4 separate regions of the Mus musculus genome follow, and all the other regions are linked to region 1. Evidence: chromatin contacts called from public Micro-C and promoter capture Hi-C data. All regions are on one chromosome and are shown on one strand. Each heading gives the region's core, a stretch centred on a gene start, on an enhancer-like site or on the middle of the called end of the contact. The rest is flanking DNA. Distances are from core to core; before and after follow the strand shown.

Evidence for each region. Promoter capture Hi-C pulls out the DNA fragments that hold promoters and counts their contacts. A called contact is a pair of places that touch in the nucleus more often than the background predicts. Capture Hi-C pulls out chosen DNA fragments and counts their contacts.
Region 2: a promoter capture Hi-C map of liver shows a contact between it and region 1, with 2.8 times the contacts expected there. The contact joins the promoter of Tlk1 here to the promoter of Pdk1 in region 1. A contact is called at or near these places in 8 of 39 promoter capture datasets (the 3T3-L1 cell line, the HPC-7 cell line, cranial neural crest and 4 more), 1 of 484 Hi-C or Micro-C datasets (CD4 T cells), 2 of 115 datasets of contacts at active chromatin or transcription factors (fetal liver and pro-B cells) and 1 of 9 other capture datasets (liver).
Region 3: a promoter capture Hi-C map of second pharyngeal arch cranial neural crest shows a contact between it and region 1. The contact joins the promoter of Gorasp2 here to the promoter of Pdk1 in region 1. A contact is called at or near these places in 8 of 39 promoter capture datasets (the 3T3-L1 cell line, 3T3-L1-derived adipocytes, cranial neural crest and 4 more), 1 of 115 datasets of contacts at active chromatin or transcription factors (astrocytes) and 2 of 9 other capture datasets (adipose tissue and liver).
Region 4: a Micro-C map of embryonic stem cells shows a contact between it and region 1, with 6 times the contacts expected there. The contact joins the promoter of Sp3os here to the promoter of Pdk1 in region 1. A contact is called at or near these places in 8 of 39 promoter capture datasets (the 3T3-L1 cell line, embryonic stem cells, hippocampal neurons and 4 more) and 1 of 484 Hi-C or Micro-C datasets (embryonic stem cells).

Annotation. Positions count from the first base shown.
Region 1 is chr2:71,870,742-71,876,104 of GRCm38.p6, forward strand. It overlaps Pdk1 (pyruvate dehydrogenase kinase, isoenzyme 1), which reads left to right and starts at 2,483. Exons shown (of 11, transcript NM_172665.5): 1 at 2,483-2,824; 2 at 4,665-4,806. The coding sequence starts at 2,629.
Region 2 is chr2:70,823,957-70,829,341 of GRCm38.p6, forward strand. Tlk1 (tousled-like kinase 1) reads right to left here and starts at 1,524. Exons shown (of 20, transcript NM_172664.3): 1 at 1,237-1,524. The coding sequence starts at 1,375.
Region 3 is chr2:70,658,949-70,664,289 of GRCm38.p6, forward strand. It overlaps Gorasp2 (golgi reassembly stacking protein 2), which reads left to right and starts at 2,561. Exons shown (of 10, transcript NM_027352.4): 1 at 2,561-2,812. The coding sequence starts at 2,750.
Region 4 is chr2:72,975,977-72,981,982 of GRCm38.p6, forward strand. Sp3os (trans-acting transcription factor 3, opposite strand) reads left to right here and starts at 3,456. Exons shown (of 3, transcript NR_045269.2): 1 at 3,456-3,619. It overlaps Sp3 (trans-acting transcription factor 3), which reads right to left and starts at 4,470. Exons shown (of 7, transcript NM_001018042.3): 1 at 4,274-4,470; 2 at 3,511-3,656; 3 at 2,922-3,053. The coding sequence starts at 4,280.

The DNA of each region.
Region 1 (5,363 bases), core at 1,233-3,732:
GATGCAACAAAGGACTTAATGTTAGAATAGCCTTAAAGACCCATTAAGAAAAAAACAAGCCGGGCGGTGGTGGCACACACCTTTAATCCTAGCACTTGGCAGGCAGAGGCAGGCGGATTTCTGAGTTTGAGGCCAGCCTGGTCTACAGAGTAAGTTCCAGGACAGCCAGGGCTACACTGAGAAACCCTGTCTCTAAAACAAACAAACAAACAAACAAACAAACAATAAACCAAAAAAGAAAAAACAAAAAAACCAAACCAAAACCAAAAAACCCTCTAGGGGCAGGAGAGATGGCTCAGTGGTTAAGAGCACTGACTGCTCTTCTAAAGGTCCTGAGTTCAATTCCCAGCAACCACATGGTGGCTCACAACCATATGTAATGGGATCTGATGCCCTCTTCTGGTGTGTCTGGAAACAGCTACAGCAGTGTACTCATATAAATAAAATAACTCTTAAACGAAAGAAAAACAAACCTCCATCTGGTGAAGGGGCTAGATTCTCTGGCCTGGGTGGAGAGCTAACATTGCAGTTGGGCAGTGTCAATCACCTGGCCTGGGACTGCTAGGAAAGCAAACTCGCCTTCAGCTATCCTAAATAGGTAGAAGAAATATTTTGTCCTTTAATGAGATATTGTACTTTTCCTTCCCAGAATTCCTCCTTCCCCAACACTGTTCCTATAAACCACCATGAGGTACTGGGTTGGAGTCAGAAAGGCACAATTTTCCCTTTTTTCCTCCCTCCCTTTACCCCCTCCCTCTTTGATGCTGCTTTTTCTGATACTTTGGGCTTCCTTACCCTTTTCTCTAAGGCCCCCCTTCCCACCCTGTGGCAGACCTCCATCTGACCTCCATGCCAGTAACTGGAGCAGCATAGGTCTTTTCGTTGGTTTGTGCTTTTTTGTTTGTTTGTTTGTTTGTTTTCTTTCTTTACCCCATTCTCCTCCTCCAGGCAGCTGCTGAGATGCACAGCTTGTTTACCTTGGAGGTTTTTTTTTTCTTCTTTTAAACTTTAATAAAATTATCCTTGAGCTTCCACTTTAGTCTATTCTTAAACTCTTTTCTAAATGAGACTAAGAACCCCAAGAGGAGACCACAATTTCTACTGGATACTTGAGGAAAAACAATTTTTCTTTCTCTAGAATCAAAACCACTTGCTTTTGTTTCCATGCGGACAATATCCCCGCTTTGTGCTACACACAGTTTGTTGGATACAGAATAACAGCTTTCTTTAAAGGGACTCTGATCTAATTTCTGTTTTTCTGTGTATGTTGGGGGAGGGTGGGCAGGTATTTGTTTCTTTGTTTTCAGATAGGAGTCAGAATAACAGGCTGGCATGATTTCGGATGACCTTAGAATTCTCACCTCCCACATTGCTGCTTCCACTTGCAGATCGCTGAAATTATAAACCTGGGCCAACACAATGTGGGGGGGTGGGGTGGGGGGGGTTGCTTTTGTTTTTTCTTTCCTTGTGCTGGGGATGAAACGCAGGGCTTTGGATATGAGCTACATCCCAGACTTCATGATTTGTGTTTTTTCAAAACCCAATAGCGAGCGGGGCAGTGGTGGCGCATGCCTTTAATTCCAGCACTTGGGAGGCAGAGGCAGGTGGATTTCTGGGTTCGAGGCCAGCATGGTCTACAGAGCGAGTTCCAGGACAGTCACGGCTATACAGAGAAACCCTGTCTCATAAAACATAAACAAAACCAAAACAAAACCCAAAAGCGACCAGCATGGAGCTATGAAGTGTTATTCGGTGTGTATTCTACATAATTGATAAACTTCACACGTGGCAGGATAGTTTTCTTGCACCTAAGACACAGCAAATGTTAGGGTAGTTGGATGGGGACTTTACAGTGTTCAGAAGACAGACGTGATTTTCGTGGGGTTAGATATTAAATATGTTCTAATTCTACATTCACTATCTCTATACATTGAAAAGATGGAGCAGGCACATTGTAACTCTAAGATGAGTTAACAGAAAAAGAGCGAGTAGTCTTTAAGTACTGTGGCAATATTGCTTGCATAAAGTGTTTCAACGCGCTCTTCCCGGGACTTTCGTTGCTGTGGAATTCTTTAGAGCCACACCCCCAAGTTCAACTCTTGTACCACTGTTCGGCTGCACCTGCAAATCAAGGGCTTGCATGATCCAAGGGCAATGAGAACAGGCTCATTGCCAACGATCTCGCACAGCCTAGAGCTTTTCCGCTGAGACTGGGAGGGCGGAGGAAGTACGAAAGGGTGCAAAGGGGTGCAACACAGCGCAAGCTGGATCGTTTAAGCCGGGCTCCCACGGCGGCCACTCGCTCCGGGTGGTTTCAGCTGCACCACACCCCACAAAGCTCAGCAGCGCTCCCTTTTTTTTTTTCTTTCCCCGCCTCCGTCCTCCCAGGGCCCCGCCTACATGGGCGTGTCTTTAACCAGGGGCGGTGGCTAGCGCAGCCTTTCGCCCTCCTCCGTGCTGTCCGTGCTCCGCCTACGGGGGCGTGGTTCCAGCGAGGGGGCGGTGGCCGCAGCGCTGACAGCAGCTCCCCGCCCCCGCGGCCAGCCACGTCCCGCACGTAGCGCCCGGGCAGCGGCATACAGCCGCAGGTTGGCGCCCGGAGCTCCGGCTCCTCCGGCGGGGCTCGGTATGAGGCTGGCAAGGCTGCTGCGGGGCGGCACGAGCGTCAGGCCGCTCTGCGCCGTCCCCTGCGCCAGCCGTAGCCTGGCCTCGGCCTCGGCCTCGGGTTCCGGGCCGGCGTCGGAGCTTGGCGTTCCGGGCCAGGTGGACTTCTATGCGCGCTTCTCGCCGTCGCCACTCTCCATGAAGCAGTTCCTGGACTTCGGTGAGGGCGGCCGCTGGGCCGTCGGGCCTCTGTGCACGGGCCCCGTCCTCCCAGGCGCACCCCTCCTCCTCCCTCGTGTCGCCCCCCCTGCGTCTTAGGTGCTTCCTTCCTCCTCGGAGGGAGCGGGCGCTGGAAGGCCGGGCACGTAACAGGGACGTGCGACTATAGTGTGTTTAAAAAAAAAAAAAAAACTACAAACCCAAAAAAACAAAGCAGGGGGCCCGCGGCTGCAGCCTTCCGCGCACGTGCGTAGGTGCGCGCTTGGGGACCTGGTGTCTTTGGGGATGCCTTGCTCAGGTTCAAGGCCAGGGCTCAAACTGCTTCGAGGGTGGTGTTCTGCAGAGGCGAGATCGGTGCCAGCACAGTGGCGATCGTTTGGAGTGGCGTGATGGCTGGAAAACAAGTTACTACTGGCCCAGTGCTTTCCTCGCCAGTGTTTTCACCGAGAGCAAATTCGTTTCAACAGCAGCCAGTCTCAAGCACGTGTAAAGTGCATGGTCTTGTCTGTGTGTAACAGATTGCAGAACTGCAGAATTAGGCCTTTGACTTTTGGCTTCTCATCAGGAGTAATGAGGCGGAAAGGGAAATGCTTAGAATAAACTCTTAACATTGAAATCCGAAAGTTCTGGAGTAGAAAAAGTTATCTTCTGTGTCGTGCTGCCAGGTTATAACATGGTTAGCACGCACGAGAGATTAGTGGTGGGGGTAGGTACTTTATCTTAAAATTGTGGTTTGAAGTGACAGGTGCTTTTCCTTGTGTTTCTTTAGTAAGGGACTATGAAAGGCCCCCGTTTTGTGTGTGTGTTTTGCTTTTATTTGTGAATGCCTGTACTGTGGTGTAGCAATGTTCACCTTGTTCATGAATACGCTATTAAACTTTGGCAAGATGCTTTCCTTAATAATACTGCTACTGTTGACAAGATAGTTTTCTGCTAAGGTTCCATCTGCGAGGTCCACTTAGTTTCAAATGGATTGCTGAAATGTGACTTTTTTAGTTCAAGTGAAGGTGCTTGCCAGGGGAGGGACACTTATCAACTCTTCTGCCAAACATCTGGATTCAAGAGTGGAGGAAGGGGGAGGTGATGGTCTCAGGAATCAGACAACTGAGCTGGTTCCACTTGATGGTTGGTGATACTGTGTTGATGGTCTTTGCCTTCTGTTGCCTGAAAACCTCTGTACTGACTGTGTTCTGGTGGTATTTGTTCTGGTGGTTAGTATTTGTGTCTAGTCAATGACTTGGGTCAGAATTTACTCAAAAGTCGAGAGTCAGGATTTCTTTCTTTTCCTTTTTTTTTTTTTTTTTCTTCTTTTTTTGGTTTTTCGAGACAAGGTTTCTCTGTAGCTTTGGTGTCCTGGAACTCACTCTGTGGATCAGGCTGGCTTTGAAATCAGAGAGTTCCTCGTTCTTCTGTCTCCCAAGTTCTGGGATTAAAGATTCCAGCCATTACTTCCCAGCAGGAGTCAGAATTTCTAAAGGCAGCAGCAGTGGGGTATATAGAATTGGCCTTTCCCAGTTCTCTTCACAGGCCCTGAGCCTTACTGCAGACAGCTTACCTGAATCCTAGTCATCCTGAAGTATAACAAGTACCTACATGGTTGTACTGAGCATACATGGTTGTACTGAGCAGTTGGAATTTCAGGAATTGGAAGTCAGTTTGGAATCAGGATTACTTTATAGACCGGTTAGTTCAACTGTGCCTGGATATATCTTTGTTTCCTAGTTCCTTCCTCTCACTATGGTAAATGTACCGTTGTGGCCTTGCCAAGTGACTGACTCTCCTTTTCTCGCTCCGGCTACCGGTGCCTGTCACTCACTGCCTGTCACTGTGCTTGGTTTCAGGGTCAGTGAATGCTTGTGAAAAGACCTCGTTTATGTTTCTGCGACAAGAGTTGCCTGTTAGATTGGCAAATATAATGAAAGAAATCAGCCTCCTCCCCGACAATCTTCTCAGGACCCCATCCGTACAGCTGGTGCAAAGTTGGTAAGAGCCCATCTTTTTTGTTTTGCTCTGGTTCTGTTTGTTTGTTTTGAGATGGGGTTTCTCAGTATAGGCCTGGCTGTCCTGGAACTCACTCTGAAGACCAGGCTAGCCCCAAACACAAAGATCTCCCTGCCTCTGCCTTTGAGTGCTGGGAGTAAAGGCGTGTGCCACCACTGCCCAGCAAGTGTCCCATCTTGTGTTTACAATTACAGTGGACTTGTGAATTTTATCCAAGGTTAAAGAAAATACTTTTACATATTTTATTTGTTTGTTTGTTTGTTTTTGAGAGTGTTAAATTCTAATGAGAAAAGTAGTTACTATTTGTTAATGGCTATATATTTAGATACACATTTCGTTTTATTTTTTTCAACCATGCCTGGTAGGTGCTACTGACTCCTTTCACTGGTGAGGAAGCTAAGACCTGATACAGTCTTTGTCCAGGTGTGAGCACAGACACTGGAGCCCTGGGTTTCAATCCTGAGTGTGTCTCTCTTTGTTGTACCATGGTGTCTCAGAATGGTAGTGTGTATCCAGGGCTGTGTGTACTTTATTATAAA
Region 2 (5,385 bases), core at 274-2,773, 1.0 Mb before region 1:
ATAAATAAGCTCTTATTTCTTTTAATGAAAAATCAGTGTCAGGGTGAGATGAAAGGGGAAAATGTCTGTCAACGTATTCGGCATGTTTAATGGATGCCATAAATCAAATCTTCCCATGAATTTTCTAGAGCATATTCACGTCAATCTTTGAGCCTATTGTCACTTTCACACATGCTCACGGGAACAAAATGACAAAGAATGCTATGCCTCAACCACTGGATCCGGGCAAGAAACATTTGATTAGCAATTACCAAAGCTATGGATAATAAATATAGACATATTTTCAAAATACAATAATCCGAACGACTCATAAACCGAAGCTCTGAATTTCTTTACAAGGCTTACTAGACTGCTGGACTTTCAAACGTTTTCTTCTTTTTTTTAAAGGTGCTGATAATCTCCTTGTGCGAGACAACCGGGAGCGAACAGCCCATTTACCGATTGCTAACGAATACGACTTCGCATTTTCCAGACAAAAGGGCGTTAAAAGAGATCCGATGCAAATTTATTCTTCCCTGGTAAAGGAGTGTTCTCCCGAATTCCATTTTATGGAGTATACTTAAAGTTAAAGGCAGCAAGTTCATTTTTTAGTCAAAAGCACTAGGTGCCTTACTAGCTGTGTGACTGCTACATCTGGTGGCAGAACACTTGCATGCAAGGAGCCAGAAAACTTAGAAAACAATTGTAACCGATCTCAGTGCGTGTTTTGCAGAAACCTTCAAGCAGGAATTTCCACCAAAAAAAAAAAAAAAAAAGCCCACCACCCTTGGGCAGAAAGGAACACGAGCGTACTTGCAACCCACGAGCATAACGTTCAAACATGCAGGAGCCGATGGCGAAGGAAGGAAAGTTGCAACCATCTGGGGGGGGGGGGGGGGTGGCACGAGCAGCCTTGCCCACGAGTCGGTCTGCCGTTGGGATCGCTCTAGGGGCCGCGATGGGGATCCGACTCGGATCCGAGGCAGCCCAGAGCATGCGGGAGGCGGGCGAGGGGCATCTTAACCGGTCCCGGCGGCCCGGCTTGCGGCGCGGGGACCGCCTCTATGGGAGGAGTGCGGGCTAGGGGAGGGGGCTCGCGCGCCGAGGCTGCACCGCGAGGGCAAACCCACCCGAGCCCCGAGGCCAGGAGGCTCAGGGAGCCAGGGCAGGCCTCCCGCCCGCGAACCGCCACCCCCCACCCCAGCCCGGGGTCCGCGCGGGCCGAGGGAGCCCGCGGGAGGGCGCGGCGGCGCTTACCTTCCCTGGGCCTCCCGGATGGCGGCGTGTGATTCAGCAGGGACCTGGCCGCCGCCGCCGAGCCCGGGGTTGGAGACGTGGAGAGCCGGGACCAAGATGGCGGCCCCTCCAAACTTCCACTGCTACTTTGGACACTCATCAAGCTACTTTCTGGGAGCCCGACTCCCCCCCTGCGACGGCGGCGGCACCGGCACCCGCCTCCGTCATGGCGGGGGCCGCGCTGAGGGCGAGCGCGGGCGCGAGGGCTGGGAGGGGAGCGCCGCGCCGCCGAGGGAGCGCGCCGGGCGGAGGGCGGGCGGGGAGGGTAGCGCCGAGGGGAGGCGAGTGGCCGGGGCCGCGGGGCCGGGGCCGGAGCGCGGGCGGAGCGCGGGCCGCGCCGACCGAGGCCACTTCCGCGGGCGGAACCTGCCGGCACCTCTGCAGTGCGTCGGGCCCCGGCGTCGCCCGGGCGGTGGCGGGCGGTGGGTGGCGGCTGAGGCGGCGGGGTAACCTCTGCATCAGTTACGGGCGGCGGCGGCGGCGGCGTCACGCGCCGCCAATGCAAACACTATCGCGAGGCTCCTGCGCCTCCGGTAGCAGCGGCGGCGGCGGCGGCCGCGGGGCCGGCAGGGGGGAGGGGGGAGGGCCCTGCCCGGGCGGGGCGAGGGCGGGGAGGGCGCGAGCGCGCTGGGAGGCGCGGGGCCCGCGGCGCGGCGCGGAGCGGCGAGTCGCGTGCGCGGAGCCGGCCGGAGGGAGGCGCGCCCCCGCTGCCACCTGCCTCCCCCTCGCCGCGGCGCGCCTGCTCCGAAGCGCGCCCCACACCCAGCCTGCCCGAGACGCCTCTGCTCTCGCCTGGCTCCGGAGTCTCAAAATGGAACTGAAAAGTTGAGAGTTGCTTCTTGCCCTTCAGGAGAAAAAGAAGAAAGAGAAGAAGGAGAAGAAGGAGAAAGAAAGAAAGAAAGAAAGAAAGAAAGAAAGAAAGAAAGAAAGAAAGAAAGAAAGAAAGAAAGAAAGAAAGAAAGAAAGAAAAAGAAAGAAAGAGCAGTGTGCACTTATCCATCTGCAAAACAGGAGTAGTCACGGAATTAAAAAAAAAAGAACCTAAGAAAATAAAACTTTCCTTAAAACAATCTACCAAAAGAATTGAGAAACCCTACCGGTGGGGTAGCCTGAGTGTGTGGTATAGCTGTTTGTTCTTTGTTTTCACAGAAGTGGAAAATCTAAATAGAAAATGTTGACTACTGAATTCACAGTAAAAAACACAAAAAACAAAAAAACTATAGTGTTCATCTTGAAGAAGGTATAGTTTCTAGAAATTTCCAGTTTCTGGTGCCGCTGTTGAGTATTGACGACGAATTCCCAAAACAAATTACAGCATTTGCTAAAATTTATAGATAGAGCATAGCTTTCTGCACACCCACGTACACACACCAGCGATTGGCCATCTTGTTCATAAAAGAGCAAGTCTGGTAGTCCAGGAAAAATACGACAAGGTTACTGCTCTCTTTAAACCAAATTGAATAGAACACTAAAATGATTATGCTATAGAGCAACTGTGCAGGCATAAGGAAATGACATGATTACCAGGGGGACCAAAATGTCATTTCTATTTTTTATTTTTATGACTTTGCATTTCTCATCGTAATGTTTTCTTCAGATAAACTGTACTCCCAGAATAGAGCCTTGGTTGTCAGCTATGCCAGAAGTCACTGGGGTGTTCCTGTGCTTCAGATTCTTGTTTTCAGTCACATTCTGCTTTTGAAACCTAAGAACTCACAAATTGAACAACTTTATTGACATAGAACTCACTGTAAAGTGTGTGGCTTTAGTTCACACTGTAGGGTGTATACAGCTCTGATGCCCCTTGTACAATCAGTAGCAAACATCTGTTGCCCACTCAACTCCCTTCTCCCCACCCCTTTGAGGTTCCTACCTGCCCCATTTCCATCCCCCTCAGAGCCATATATCTTCTTTCTATGCCACGGAGTAATTTGAATTTTCCTGAATTTTAGATGAAGTGTCCAGTGTTTTCTTCTGGACATAAAGTGGTTTCCCTGAACATAATTATTTTAATAGCCATATGGTTACATTTTCTTGTACGAATATATCCTGCCTTATCCCTTGAACTGTGATGGACATTTGCATTCTCCCTTTTCTACTTTAATACTTCCATGAACACTCGTGTGCAAGCCTTTGTATGGACATACACCCATGTCTTGGTTGCTTATCTATGACTTTATATGATATGTATATATATACTCTGCTTGCTTGGTCTTCTATATACTGGGGATCAAGCCTAGTGCTTCATACCTGCTAGGCAAACCCTCTACCCCAGCCCCTCTTTCTTTTAAGAGTAAGCTTAGTTTGCACACTGTATCATAAAGGACACAGAACAGGAAGGAAGTTAAAAGAACTGAGTTTAATGTCAATAACTATTAAAAAAATCAACTTTCCCATCTATAACAAAGATGGTTAGACTCATTGGGTGACTCCTGTCATTTCCAAGACTTTCATTGAGAGTTCCATTCCTCATAAACTGTAAATAAATCCCAAGGCAGAAAAGCAAGGTGGCTCGAGTCTTTAGTCCCACCACTTGGATGGTAAAGGCGAGCGGATTGCTTTGAATGCCAGGCTAGGCTGGACTACAGATACCTTCCTGACAACGTTTTGTGCACCCTGGGTTTTTTTGTTGTTTTGTCTTTTTCAGTGATGAGTAGAGGTGCGTGGCACATGCATAGGCGAGCTACCTCAGTTCTATTTTGCCTGTGGCTGCTGCCCGAGAAGGACGTTACAGATGCTGCTCTTGCCTTCTTGTGGCTTGTGATGAAGATAATGCACTTATCACCTTCTAAAGAAACCTCTCCCAGTTATAAGGAGCTGAGCAGAAAAACAAACGGGCTTAGCCTAAAAATGGCATGCCATGCAGCATCTGAATGCACGCCTTCAAAATTTACCAAATGGTAGGGATAGAATTTTCAGAGTACATTACAGTAAGTAAAACATGGGTATGACTGCCATTTGTAAGTTTGTACAAAAATATATGACTAGAAGGGTTACACCACAAAAGGTTAGTGACCACAATACAGGTTTTGAGACTATATAGCTATTGTTTCTACCTCTGTCTTTCCCCAAGTGGTGCACAGCAAAATATATTTTTTATGTTCAGGGGAAGTTCATTAAATGACCTTTAAATAATTTAAGCATAAAATGTCTCTAGACAAAAATTATATAAATAGGTAATTTTGGGGGGCTGGAGAGATGGCTCGGTGGTTAAGGGCACCGACTGCACTTCCAGGGGTCCTGAGTTCAATTCCCAGCAACCACATGGTGGCTCACAACCATCTGTAATGGGATCTGATACCCAATTCTAGTGTGTCTGAAGATGGCTACAGTGTACTCATATAAATAAAATAAATAATTCTTTAAAAATAAGTAAATAGGTAATTTTGTAAGCTGTATACCCTAGCTCCTTAGTAGCTTGAAGCAGGAAGACCATGAGTCCAAGGCCAACTGGGTCATACAATGTGATGGTTTGTATATGCTTGGCCTAGGGCAGGGCACCACTAGGAGGTATGGCCTCGTGAGAGTAGGTTTGTCACTGTGGGCATGGGCTTTAATACCTTGGTCCTTGCTGCCTAGAAGCCAATCTTCTCCTAGAAGCCTTCAGATGAAAATGTAGAATTCACAGCTCCTCCTATAACATGCCTGCCTGAATGCTGCCACGTTTCCGTCTTAATGATAATGGACGGAACTTCTGAACCTGTAAGCCATCCCTAATTAAATGGTGTCCGTGTAAGAGTTGTCTTGGTCATGGTGTCCGTTCACGGCAGTAAAACCTAACTAAGACATATATCAAGAATCTGTCTTGAAAAATGTGTCTGTGTTTATGTGCATGTAACCACTTAAGTATAGAGTAATAGCTTGCATGACAGGAGAAATATGGAAATGTCAGAAGAATCCAAATCCAGACTGAAGGGGACATCTGCCACTGAGGGCTGAACAGGGGACCTCAAGAACAAGGACACATCCCAGGGAGGAGTGTTTGGGCAATCTTCCTGGCCGAAATATCCCTAGAGAGAAAACTGACCACAGAAGTCAGCAAGGCAAGGAAGGGAGGGTGGGAGCTCTTCCTAGGAAGAACAGGGAAGAGATGGAAAAGGTCCTGTGCCC
Region 3 (5,341 bases), core at 1,311-3,810, 1.2 Mb before region 1:
AGATTTATATATACTATTTTATATACTATTTAGATTTATATATACTCTTTTGACACATTTATATATGTGTGTATATCCAAATTTATACACAAACACACCCATATATACATTTATACATATATATACATACATACATACATATGTGTTTCTCTGTGTCTCTGTCTTCTGTCTCTCTCTCTCTCTCTCTCTCTCTCTCGTGTGTGTGTGTCACTGTGTACTCTGGTCTCACTTTCTAACTTATTTCCTTAAGACAGGGTCTCTAGGAACCTGGCACTAGGCTGGTAGCCAGCAAGTCCCCAAGCTCTTTCTGTGTCTACCTCCCCAGTTCTGGGGCTACAGACTCCTGCAGCAATGGGTTGGCTTTTTATGTGCATTCTGGAGATCTGAACTTGAGTCTTTGTGTTTGCCCAGTGAATGACTTCACCCTGAGCCATCTCCCAACCCCTAAGCTAAAACTTTGGCATCTGAACATATCAGTACCATGAAGGAGATTATTAACTGCCCAGCAGGATAAGATGATTATCAACAAATCTAGTTCTTATATTTATTGTCTTGTATTAAATATTGATTCTTTGCATTAGCTGCCAGGCACTCCAGTACATACCAGCAACATGCAACCAACTCTGCTGCACTCCCTGCTCTTGAGAAGTCATGTGACCACACCTTTCATTTATTTAACTATGGACTCGTGGGGTCTTTGAAAGATACTATAATTGGCTTATTAGCAGCAAAGAGAGACGTGGTAATTTATTTTCAATTTTTAAACAAAAATTGTTATAAAAAGGCAGGTCCTTGAGCAGTATAGAATACATAAGAACCCAAGATAAATACATAGTTACCACTCAGAAGTCCATAGTATAGCCCCTTCTCTTATCATCCCAGACAGTCCTATGTGGAGGAATGCACTAATGTATACTTTATTTTTAAAAAATCATTTTATATGCCTATAGGCTCAGTCTGTCTTCTAACTAGCTCCCTACCTCAGTAATTATCTTCCTTTTCATTAAAAGAAATAGTCTTCTCCTAAATCTAATATTCTAGCAACCATATTCAAGTTTCTCCAATTGCACCAAAAATGCCATTTACAAGCCAGGCACAGTGGCATATCTCAGCTACTCAGAAGGCTGAGGCAGGAGAGTCACTGGGAATCAGGGATTTAAGACTAGTCAGGAGAACACAGCAAGATCCCAGCTCTCTCTCTCTCTCTCTCTCTCTCTCTCTCTCTCTCTCTCTCTCTGTGTGTGTGTGTGTGTGTGTGTGTGTGTGTGTGTGTGTCTACACTGAGGCTGGAAGAGGGTGCTAGATCCCTTCGAGCTGAAGCTATAAGCATTATAGACAGTCTATTGTCGGTGCTGGGATCTGAATTCCCATTGACATGACTGAGCAGCCAACACTTTTAACCCGTAAGCCTCCTTCCTCTTCAGCCCTAGGAATTTTTTCAGATTGGCCTTCTGTTAGCTTTTTGTCAATGACAAAAAAACGACTTAAAGGAGAAAGAAAGATTTGTTTGGCTTGTAGTTTCAGTCCATAGCTGTTGGCTCCATTATTTTGGCAAAGCTGTTCATCTCGGGGCAGCTGTGAGGCAAAGAGAGAAAGTAAGCGGCAGGGTTCTACTCCCTACTTTAAGGACAGACTCCAACTTCCTTCTACAAGGTCCATCCCTTCAAGGTTCCTCCACCTCCACAGGCTAGGGACTATGAAACCTCTGGGCTTCACTCCAGATCCCAATGCAAGCTCTTCCTGGTATTTCTTAGTTTTGTCTATGGGTATCTCTTTCAGTCCAGTCTTCTTAATTTCATATGATTCTGATTCCATATGGCGAACTGGTCAGCTGTCGGGAAGAAAGGTCCCCGTACTGTATTCCCCTGGCTCTTTAGAGCACCACTCATTTGCTCCTCTACCTATCCTTTAAACTAGACTATCTAACTGGTGGCGTGTTGGGTTAACTATGAAAAACCATTTGGGACTAGAATACTTCAGAACCCTTAATAATAGCTCACACTGCAAAACACCAAAGACAGTCAACACCTGGATGGGACACCATTACTGAAAGTCAAACTATAGCATGGGGAGGAGACGGGGCAGGGAACACTGAGAGGGGTGCAGTGGGGCAACAGGCAAAATTCCAAGGAAATCCAACCCCTGCCCCTCGCTCCTGCGTAGCTCCGTAGTGTTCTATCAGGACGAGAAGAAAAACAACAAAACAGTAACCGCTTTTATTTCAGGGAACACTGCTCTTTATAAACGTGAGCTGAGAATACCTGATATTCCAACCCCAGAAAGGCACTGTGAACTATCCTCAGGTATACAATCTTATTAAACAAGACCTAAAACAAAGCAAGCGCCAGGCGTGCTCGGCATCTGCTCCCTTCCTCTCTGGCCTCTGGTCACCAGGAGGCGCTGCGACCAAATACCCTTCTGCGAAGGTAGAAACGCGCCGAGATAAGTCTTGTCTGCTCCGGGGCCCCGTAGCGAGCCGTCGCGTTCCGGGCTGTCTTTCCGCTTTCTCGCGCTCCCTGCCTCCGCCCGCTGCGCTCTTCCGATCGTTCCCTCCGGCTCCCGTCAGGGGGCGCTGTCTGCGGCGTGGCAGCGGCCGTGGCTGCCGGGCGACGATCTCCCGGCGGGCTGTGCGGCCCGGCTCGGGCTGCTGCAAGTGCCACGTCCCAAGAGCTACGCGGAGTCGCCAAGCGGGCGGTGCGCGAGGCGGAGCAGCGCTGAGCCGGCCGGGTCGTACGGATCGCCCGCCGCCATGGGCTCCTCGCAGAGCGTCGAGATCCCGGGCGGCGGCACCGAGGGCTACCACGTTTTGCGGGTAAGGCCCGGGGGGACGCCGGGGCGGCCAGGCCCGAGTCCGCGGAGCACCCTGGGCGCGGCTGCCGGCGACGTGGCCCGGGACCCACCACCCTGGCTCCTGGCCCTCCGCACGGCCTCGCCGCGCACTGGCCTGAGCTTCAGAGTTAGGAAGAGCAAGGGGCGCCGCCTCCAGAAGGAGCCGGAACCCGTACCTGTGTTCTCGGGGAGGGTGACGGAGCCACAGGCTAAGCGGAGATGTCACGACCGGTGTCGGTTCATCTCGGCTACCCCTGGATGCTTGCAAGGGCCACCTGGACAGGGAAAGGAGCACGAACGGCCTCGGGCTAGATTTGACAGACTTAAATTTAGTTGATTTTTGATAGGACTTTTCCGTTCCGGGTCGCTCCTGACCCTTCCAGATCTCTCCAACATTTCCTGGAGGAGAGGAACTTCCGTTCTTCTTTCTAAGATGAAATAGTCGGGGAGATTGAGGTTTAGGTCCGCGGAGGAGAGTTTCCAAAATAGCCAGGCTTGATGAGGAAACGCAGCGCCAGACACCAGGGGTCAAAGACACATCCGCCTGTGAACGGTCCTTTCCTCGTGGAACCAGGAATGTGGTGACACCTGTGTGAGTGCTAACATGGGCTGTGAACAGAGTGGCCTCAGTCTGCATCGCCATTTAGGGACAATCTTCTCTGAGAGTGTGCTTGCTTACCTTCATTTTCTGCCCTGGGTCGCATGTTCTGAATGAGATAACGTTTTAAAATAGCCCAGATACCTGAACGATAGGACTGTGATTGGTCACCTGGTTGTCGGGATTGTGGTTGTCTCTCCATTCCACTCAAAAGAGACTTTTGAAGCCCTTGTTTTTCCAGGGTGTTTCTTCATATGCCATATTACTTTCCTATTTCCTTCAGCTAACCAAACTCCTAAATCCCACACTAATAGGAAACACAGGAGAAAGAACTGCTTCATCCCGGGTTCGTAGGAAAATTAATGGCGATGCTTTTTCATCTGGTCTGATTCTGAGTTGACTCATGTGAGGTGTATTATCCTGTTACTTGCAGATTCTGAGTGTGGCCATGAACCCTTAGGGAGCTGCAGTATTTTTATTATAATAAACACCCAGGGAAACCTAGTAAGACACATTAGTGTTAATGAGTAGGAAAAAAAAATAGTCTTTAGGGTCTTAGATGGATCTTCATGTCAACAGAACTTCAGTTTAATGAGCTCATTCCTATGGAAGACAGTTGAAGTATGTCGTCTTCATAGGTGTGCTTCGGAGGATTTCTGAGTGCACACATAGTTAGTACAGGTGTGTTATTACTCTCTTCCTTGAGCTTTAGAAATAGTAGGGGCAGCCCCAGTTACCAGTCTGCATCTGGAGCACAAATGTTACAAAATATGAAATCATTGTATAGAGGGTATAAACCAAGGGAGCTTTAGTGATTATGTCATGAAAGCAAATGTTTTTAAGTTTTTAACCCTCTCTCTCCCTGATTTTGCCACTCATTGCCTTACCTCTGTTTTCAGAGAGAAAAAAAGAGTTCTCTCCCTCCTATCCGTTGCTTCCTAAGGCATGGTGGTACGTCCCACTACAGACCCCGATCTTGTGAGCCAATGTGTCTATAGCAGGAAACTTTTGAGATAAACTCACCCATGTTTGAACTGATGTAATTTCACTTTCTGTGGTAACTACCAGTTTGCTGGCCGTTCACTTGTTAGTGGTAAAAACACTATTTGCTCTTCTGATGCCCGTATCTGCTGCTATCTTACAGGAATCCACATAATCAAGTAAACTTGGAGAGATTATTTTCAGTACTTACTGCTCAGCTCTGCTTTACAATCTTTGGGCAATCGGAAACAGACCCAGCAATTACTCTAAGCAGAGTACTTTATCTTCTTAGGTGCTATGAATTTCTGTCTTCCTGTCTGTTCTCTTAGGTGGCGTATACGTGTTTTTTTCTGCCTTCCCGCATGGTTCGGTGCAATTGTGATCCCATTATATATTTACTGTTATCCCCATTGCAGAGGTGACTGACCACGGCAGGGTTTCTCCTGCGGTCATTCAGTGTGTTTTATGCAGAGAAGCATCTCTTCCCACACCTCATCTGCTTTTCTCAGGTTTTTGCTTCTTTGTGTAACTGGTGGAAGCATATGATACCTACTGTGACTGTGATGTTTCCTAACAGGGCCGTGAGGTTCACTGCATTGAGCTTCATAGGAGAATGTGGTTAACTAGCACCTCCTGGTGTTGAGCACGGAGTTTTCTGGTCTTTAATTCTTCAAAGGATATGTTCAGACCCTTAAATTCTTTTTGTTTCACTTGAATTATACATTCCAAAATTACAGACTTAACATTCTGTAAGTACTGATCTTCATTTTACTAAGTTGCTGTGTTTTCTGGTTATCCGTTCTTTATAGAACACTTAAACACATTTCAAGATAAAGTTTCATGAAATTGCACTGTCTAAAGGTAAATACTGCTGGAGTTTTTGTCTTTATTTTCCTGTGCTTTCCTCTACCCCCTATATATATGCCACAAAGG
Region 4 (6,006 bases), core at 2,206-4,705, 1.1 Mb after region 1:
GAGTGAAGGAAAAGCAAAGAACAAGGTCTGTCTTCTTAGATTGTACCAGTGGAAAGGGATAAGAAATTCTCACTGCATTTTGAAATAATGATTAACTTCTTAGCCCCATTAATGGCTTTATAAAAGCCAGAAGGGTGTACCTGAAAATCAGAACAAGTGTGAAACTAAGGTGGAGTCAAATATAATAATTCTTGAGCAGATACTCAAGTAAAATGTCAACTCAAACTGCAAGGGCACTGTAAGGTCTTCCCCACCCCAACTCAGTATGTGGGGGTGGAATGGCAGCCAAGCCTTTGCAAATAAATGCTAGGCAAGCACTGTCACTAAGCTACATCCTGCCCTGTAAGGTCTTAATGGTAAAACTCCCTACTCTTGAAATGAAATCAGTATTCACTTTTTAAATGTGGCAACATTTACCTGCAAAACTAATAAACATTGAATTTGTAACTTAAACCTGTGATTCTTATTACATATGTTTGTATAGTTTATTTCACAAAAGCACAAATAAATTATCATTAAGGTCATGCCTGTAATTTGGACAATATTCGCAGAGATCTCATTTCCTAATTATTAATAATAAAATACAAAGGAACTTTGCTGCATCATCTCTGGATGCCCATTACAGGTCATTATAGATGAAACCACTGTGTCTGTCTAATCTGTAGCTCTGCACACCCTTGGCCAGGATCCTCTATAAGTTCCAAACTCAAATGGTAAAGTCAGTCTCTAGTGAACACTGGCTTCTCAAGGTACTCATCATCTAGAAATACCAAGCTAAATTGTCATTAGGTTGAGCATCTGCATTTGGCTTTGGACAGAACACATTAATAGATATCTTTGTCTAGAACCTAGATTAGAAAATGAACATTAATGGAAAAATTGGCAAAACTCAAAATCTGTAGCTACCCATGTTAGTGATACACAGATTTGAAAACTGTGCCACAATAAGGCAGCACGGGGGGTAGCTGGGTAAAGGTGAAGGTCGTGACTCTGACACTGGATTTCCTGCTTTGCCCTAAATCTAAAAACATCCCACAACCCTCAAGACACTACGGTCCTCTAGTGATCTCCAGTAATTTTAGAGTACTTAAATATATTTAAGTATAGTTTTAAATATTGAAAATATCTTTTAAGCATTCTGAAAAAAACTTTAAACTACTTTTAAACTAGAAACCAACTTTTTTCCCCATTAATGTTCAGACAAAAATGACAGCTCTCATATTTTTCACCTTATTCAACTTTCAGCTCAGTTTACTTCAACTTTGCTCAAAGTGAAAAATTTGGAAGAACTCAGATTTATCGAGCATCAAACATGCACCAAAAAATTCCAAGTTTAGAGGCTTCTCTAGCAAACTGTATTTTCATATTATTACTTTTACTAAATTCAGAGTGTTCATGTTCATCTGGCAGGAAATGGTGTTCTTAGTAATGTTGTGATAGGTCAGAGATCTTAAAGAAGCCCAAGAACATGACACAAACACATGGCTGGGGTCAGTCTAGTGATCCACTAGAGTTGGAGTCTAAGCATGATGCTTTCAACCCTGTGCTTCTCCTCACCACTCCCCTCCCCATCTGTAAGCACATTCTGAAACTTTGATAGTTACATGAAAAATTGCACTTTATTTAAAGTTTATTTTTCAATTTTACTTCTGAGGTAGTTTATTAAGGAAAACAATAAACTTAATTTGACACTTTGGGACTAGGGAAATATAACTTACTTTAAAAGTTTACTAATCTGCTTAACGTTTCTTTAAATTTAAAAGTTTTCCCAAACAGCTTTTGATATTTTAATATGCTTAAAAAATACATGACATTAAAAATGCTCCCACTGTCCATAGTCTAATTTCAGACTAAAAATATCTATTTACTAATACAGAGTAACAACGTTGAATGACTAGTATACAACAGCTAACTTTTCTAACAGTGACAACTAAACTGACACTACATAAATCGATTGCTATAAACCTCTTAAAAACTTAGTCTTGAGGCGTGTTTTAACTATCTTAACAGGTGAACACACCTTTTCACAGTAAGCTAAGAGCAGCAATGGTCCACACAGATGTAAAATTCACATTGTCTACAGCACCTAATTTTACACTGAGTCTTCACTAAGACTTGCCGCTCCTCTCCACAACCTAGAGGTTCTAAAATTTACAAAAGAATCCCATCAGACTCGTTATAATAAAAATAACATTTAGCCAACCAATTTCAACTCTTAAAAGTATGAAGTGTGCTAACAAGCATGTAAACAAAATGACTTTCATCTACTTTTTAAGATTGATATTCTAGAAAACCTCAAAGGCCAAAGTTATTACTAACTTCAAATTCAAATTTCAATAGCCTCCCAACTATTTCACTTAACCCTACTCAGAACAAAACTAGTGCAAAGTTGGAGTAGTCTGCAAAACGCCAACAATTCTGAATGATCAGGTTAAAAAATAATAATAATAAAAATGTTCGTCCCTGCGTATAAAAGAACACCCTCCTTAAATGATCAAATACCCAAGATCTGGAAACTTGCTCCAGATTCAAAAACTCTAGAAACTAGAGCCATCCTTGCCTCGGTAGGTGATACTATCTGTGACCGATAGGCTGTGCTTGCAAATGTAGTGCAAAGAGCGAGTGAGTTTTCAAGTCCTGATACGAATTACTTAAACATCCATTTTGGAGTCCCGTGCCCACCCCCCACCTCCTCCGTCTCAGACTTCATTTTGTGAGGAATTTTGCGCGCGATGCCGCAGTGACAATCTCCGGAAAGCGCGGGCCGGCCCGGGCTCCCACCGGGGACGCGAGCGAGCAGGGAAGCGCGGCAGAGCCGGACGGCCCGCGCGTGACGGCCGCGCGGCGGCGGGAGGCCTTGGGCTGGCGGGCTGGCGGGCGGGCGCGCCGCAGGCCCGGGATGGCGGGCGGGCGGGACTTACCGCTCCGGCGGCGGCGGCGGGGACCCCGGCGGCGGCGGCAACGGCCGCCTCCTCGTCGTCGTCGCCCGGCGATGGCGGCCCTATCTTGCTGCAGGTAGCGGCCAGCAGAGCGAGCGGTGACGGCTGAGTGTCCTACCCGCGATGGGCGGGTTCAGAGAGGGAGACAGGGAGGGGGGTGGCGGTTAGGGCCGGGCCCGCTCGCACAGGAAGTACGGCTCGCTCCGCGCCTGGCCGCGCCGCCAACCCGGCCCCGCGCTCTCCTCCTCCTCCTCCTCCGGGGTCTGCGGCGCCTCTCCCCGCGCTCGGTGGCCCGCGGCGGACGGCTGCGCGCCGGGCCTCTTCCCTCCGTCCGGATCCCACCCGGGAGGGCGCGCACACTTGCACACTCACACACACACAAACACACACACAAAAAGGCGGCGGGCGGGGGCGCGCGGGCGGGGTCGGAGCGTTGGCGCCTCGGGCGGGCAGCTCCCGGGGCGGGGGAGGGGCGGGCGAGCGCGCGCGGGAGGGAGGGAGGGAAGGAGGGAGGGCGAGGGGAGGAGAAAGCGGCGCGCGGGGAGCCCGGCCGCGCTCAGCCGCTCCTCACCTGGGCCGCCGCCGCCGCCGCGCCGTTTCCGTGCTGCTGCTGTTGCTGCTGCTGCTGCTGTAGATACTCGCCGTGGCCGCCGCCGCCTCCGCCGCCGTCCACGTCCAAGGCAGCCATTTCCTCTTGTTTCACGGGCTTTTCGGGAGCTGCAGGCACAGCGCGGGGGGAGGGGGGAGGAGGAGGGTGGGGTGGGGAGGAAGGCGGGTGCGGGGAGGGAGGGGGCCCGCGAGCCGCGGCCACATTAGTGAGCGCCGGGCGGCCCGGGCCCTGCCCCTCCCCTGCCCTCCCCCCGGCCGCGGCGGCCACGGCGGCGGCGGCGCGCTCCCTCCTCCCCTCCTGCTGCCCCCGCCCGCCGCGGCTGTAACCCTCCTCCTCCTCGTTCCCTCCTCCTCCTCCCCGCGCTGCCCCTGCCCCCTCTCCTCTCCTCTCCTCTCCTCCCCTTTCCCTCCGCGGCGCTCGCTCCTCTCGCACCGTCAGTCACTCGCACACGCCCGCCCGCCGCCGCCGCCCGCGCCCGCACACAGGGGGGATGCGCTCCCGGCGGACCGGGCCGCCCGCCCGGAGCCCGGCGGGCACTCGGCGCTGGGGCTGGAAGGGCTGGACAGCTGGCTGGCGGAGATGGGAGTGCGGCTTTCTGCCTCCGCCGACACTCGGTCGCACGCTCCCGGAGGCCGGGAGCCGGCGGTGGCGGCCCCGGGCTGGCTGTGGGCGGCAGTGGCAGCGGCGGAGGCAGCGAGGGTTGCTCTCTCTCGGCTTTACGTACCGGTCATAGTGTGTTTAGGACAGCTCAGGCGGGGCTCCCCGCCGCCTTACACATGGTGAGAAGCGAAGGCGGCGGCGGCGGGAGAGGATGCGGGAAGCGGCGGCGGACACGGCCGGAGCGGTCCGGGGAATTTTTTTTTTCCTATTTTGATTGACTGTGCGGGAAACACAAAAGGTGGAGCCTCCAGCCCAAAAGGGGGGAAGAGGGCGACAGCCCGCCCGGAAGTTCCGCCCCTCTTCCCGGCTCTCATTTGCCGCTAGGCTCTCCGTCAGCTCTGTTCATTGGTCCGGACGCCTGTCCGTCGCTCGGCCTGGCGGCGGGCTTCCTGTTTGCCCCCGGGTTGAAGGGGAGAGACAATGAGCGGCCGTGGCGCCGTAGGTTCTCCAGAACGGCCCCGGCTCGCGCGTTACCCCGCTGTGCCAGCCTCGTTCCTCGGCTGCGGCTGCCAGACCCGAGGCGCAGGCCTCTTCCACTGGCTGGCCCTGTGTGCAGGCCTCGCCAGGCTGTCGGGGAGCCGAGCTGGGGAGGAAGTCCGTCCCCGGTGGCTCCGGCTCCACTCGACGTCTCCTCCATCCTGGCAGCCGACCGGACTGGATCTCCCCAGGGCCCGGGCGCTCGGAGCTGCGTCTTGCCAGCGCTGCCAGGAGGCCACCGCCGCTCGGCCCCAGGGCTGCTGCTGCTACTGAGCAAACCGGACCCGCCCCACGAGCCCTGGGGGAGGGAGCTGGTATTGGGGGAGACACCCCCTCCGAGGCTGGAGGAGGACGTTTTCACACACATTCAGCTCTTGGTCGCAAGTCGGATCCATCACCTTCTCATCCTCCCGAGCTTAGCCCGTGGTTACCAACCATCTACTTTTGTGGACCCTGGAGGCGGGCACTTAGAGCAAAAAGATATCTCCAGTCCCTTCATAAAGAAAAAAGGTTTTAGTTCTGGCCAGTGATATCAAAGCAGGCTTAGTTATGTTTTTATTCAATGAGATACAGTCACCCTTTAAAATCAGTTTGCTGCACACACAAACTACCTGCTTCTTAACCAAGAAAGTCAGTCAACATTTGTTAAAACAGTACATCTAAAAAGTATCCTTCCTCTTGGGAGCGTTTAGTTACTTTTTTTTTTTTTTTTAAATTTTGTACTTAGTGGTGTATTAACACCCCTTCCTTTGACATCCTCAATGCCTTGCAGTCAGTCATTCAGGAGAAAAAAGTGTTCTGCAAACAACAGACAGAACGTTGTCTATTACCTCTAGATACTTTTGCTTAAGAAAGGTTGAATTTAAGAGTAGGAAACACTATCCACAATACTTTTATTAGAAATCTACCTCAAGCAAGAATAAACATCCCAATTATTGTACTTGTATGTTTTGTATGAGGTTGAAGGCAAAGCATTTAAACTAGCTTTGTATACACGAACTTGAAAATTCATGGGGGGGAGGGGCAGTGCATACATCGGTTTCAGAAGCCTTTTTGGACTTGTTTTTTTGTTTTTTGGTTTTTTCTCGTTGGTTGTGGTTTTTGTTTTCAAGACAGTTTCATGTGTAGCCTTGGTTGTCCTGAAACTGGATTTGTAGACCAGGTTCACCTGGAACTCACAGAAACCCACCTGCCTCTGCCTCCTGAGTACTGGGATTAAAAGTGGGGGCCATCTCCGCCAACTACTTCGTGGTAATTTTTAATACAGTGACACATGTTCTCTTTCTCTTGTGTCATGCAAGCAAGAACAGTCTTTCAGGG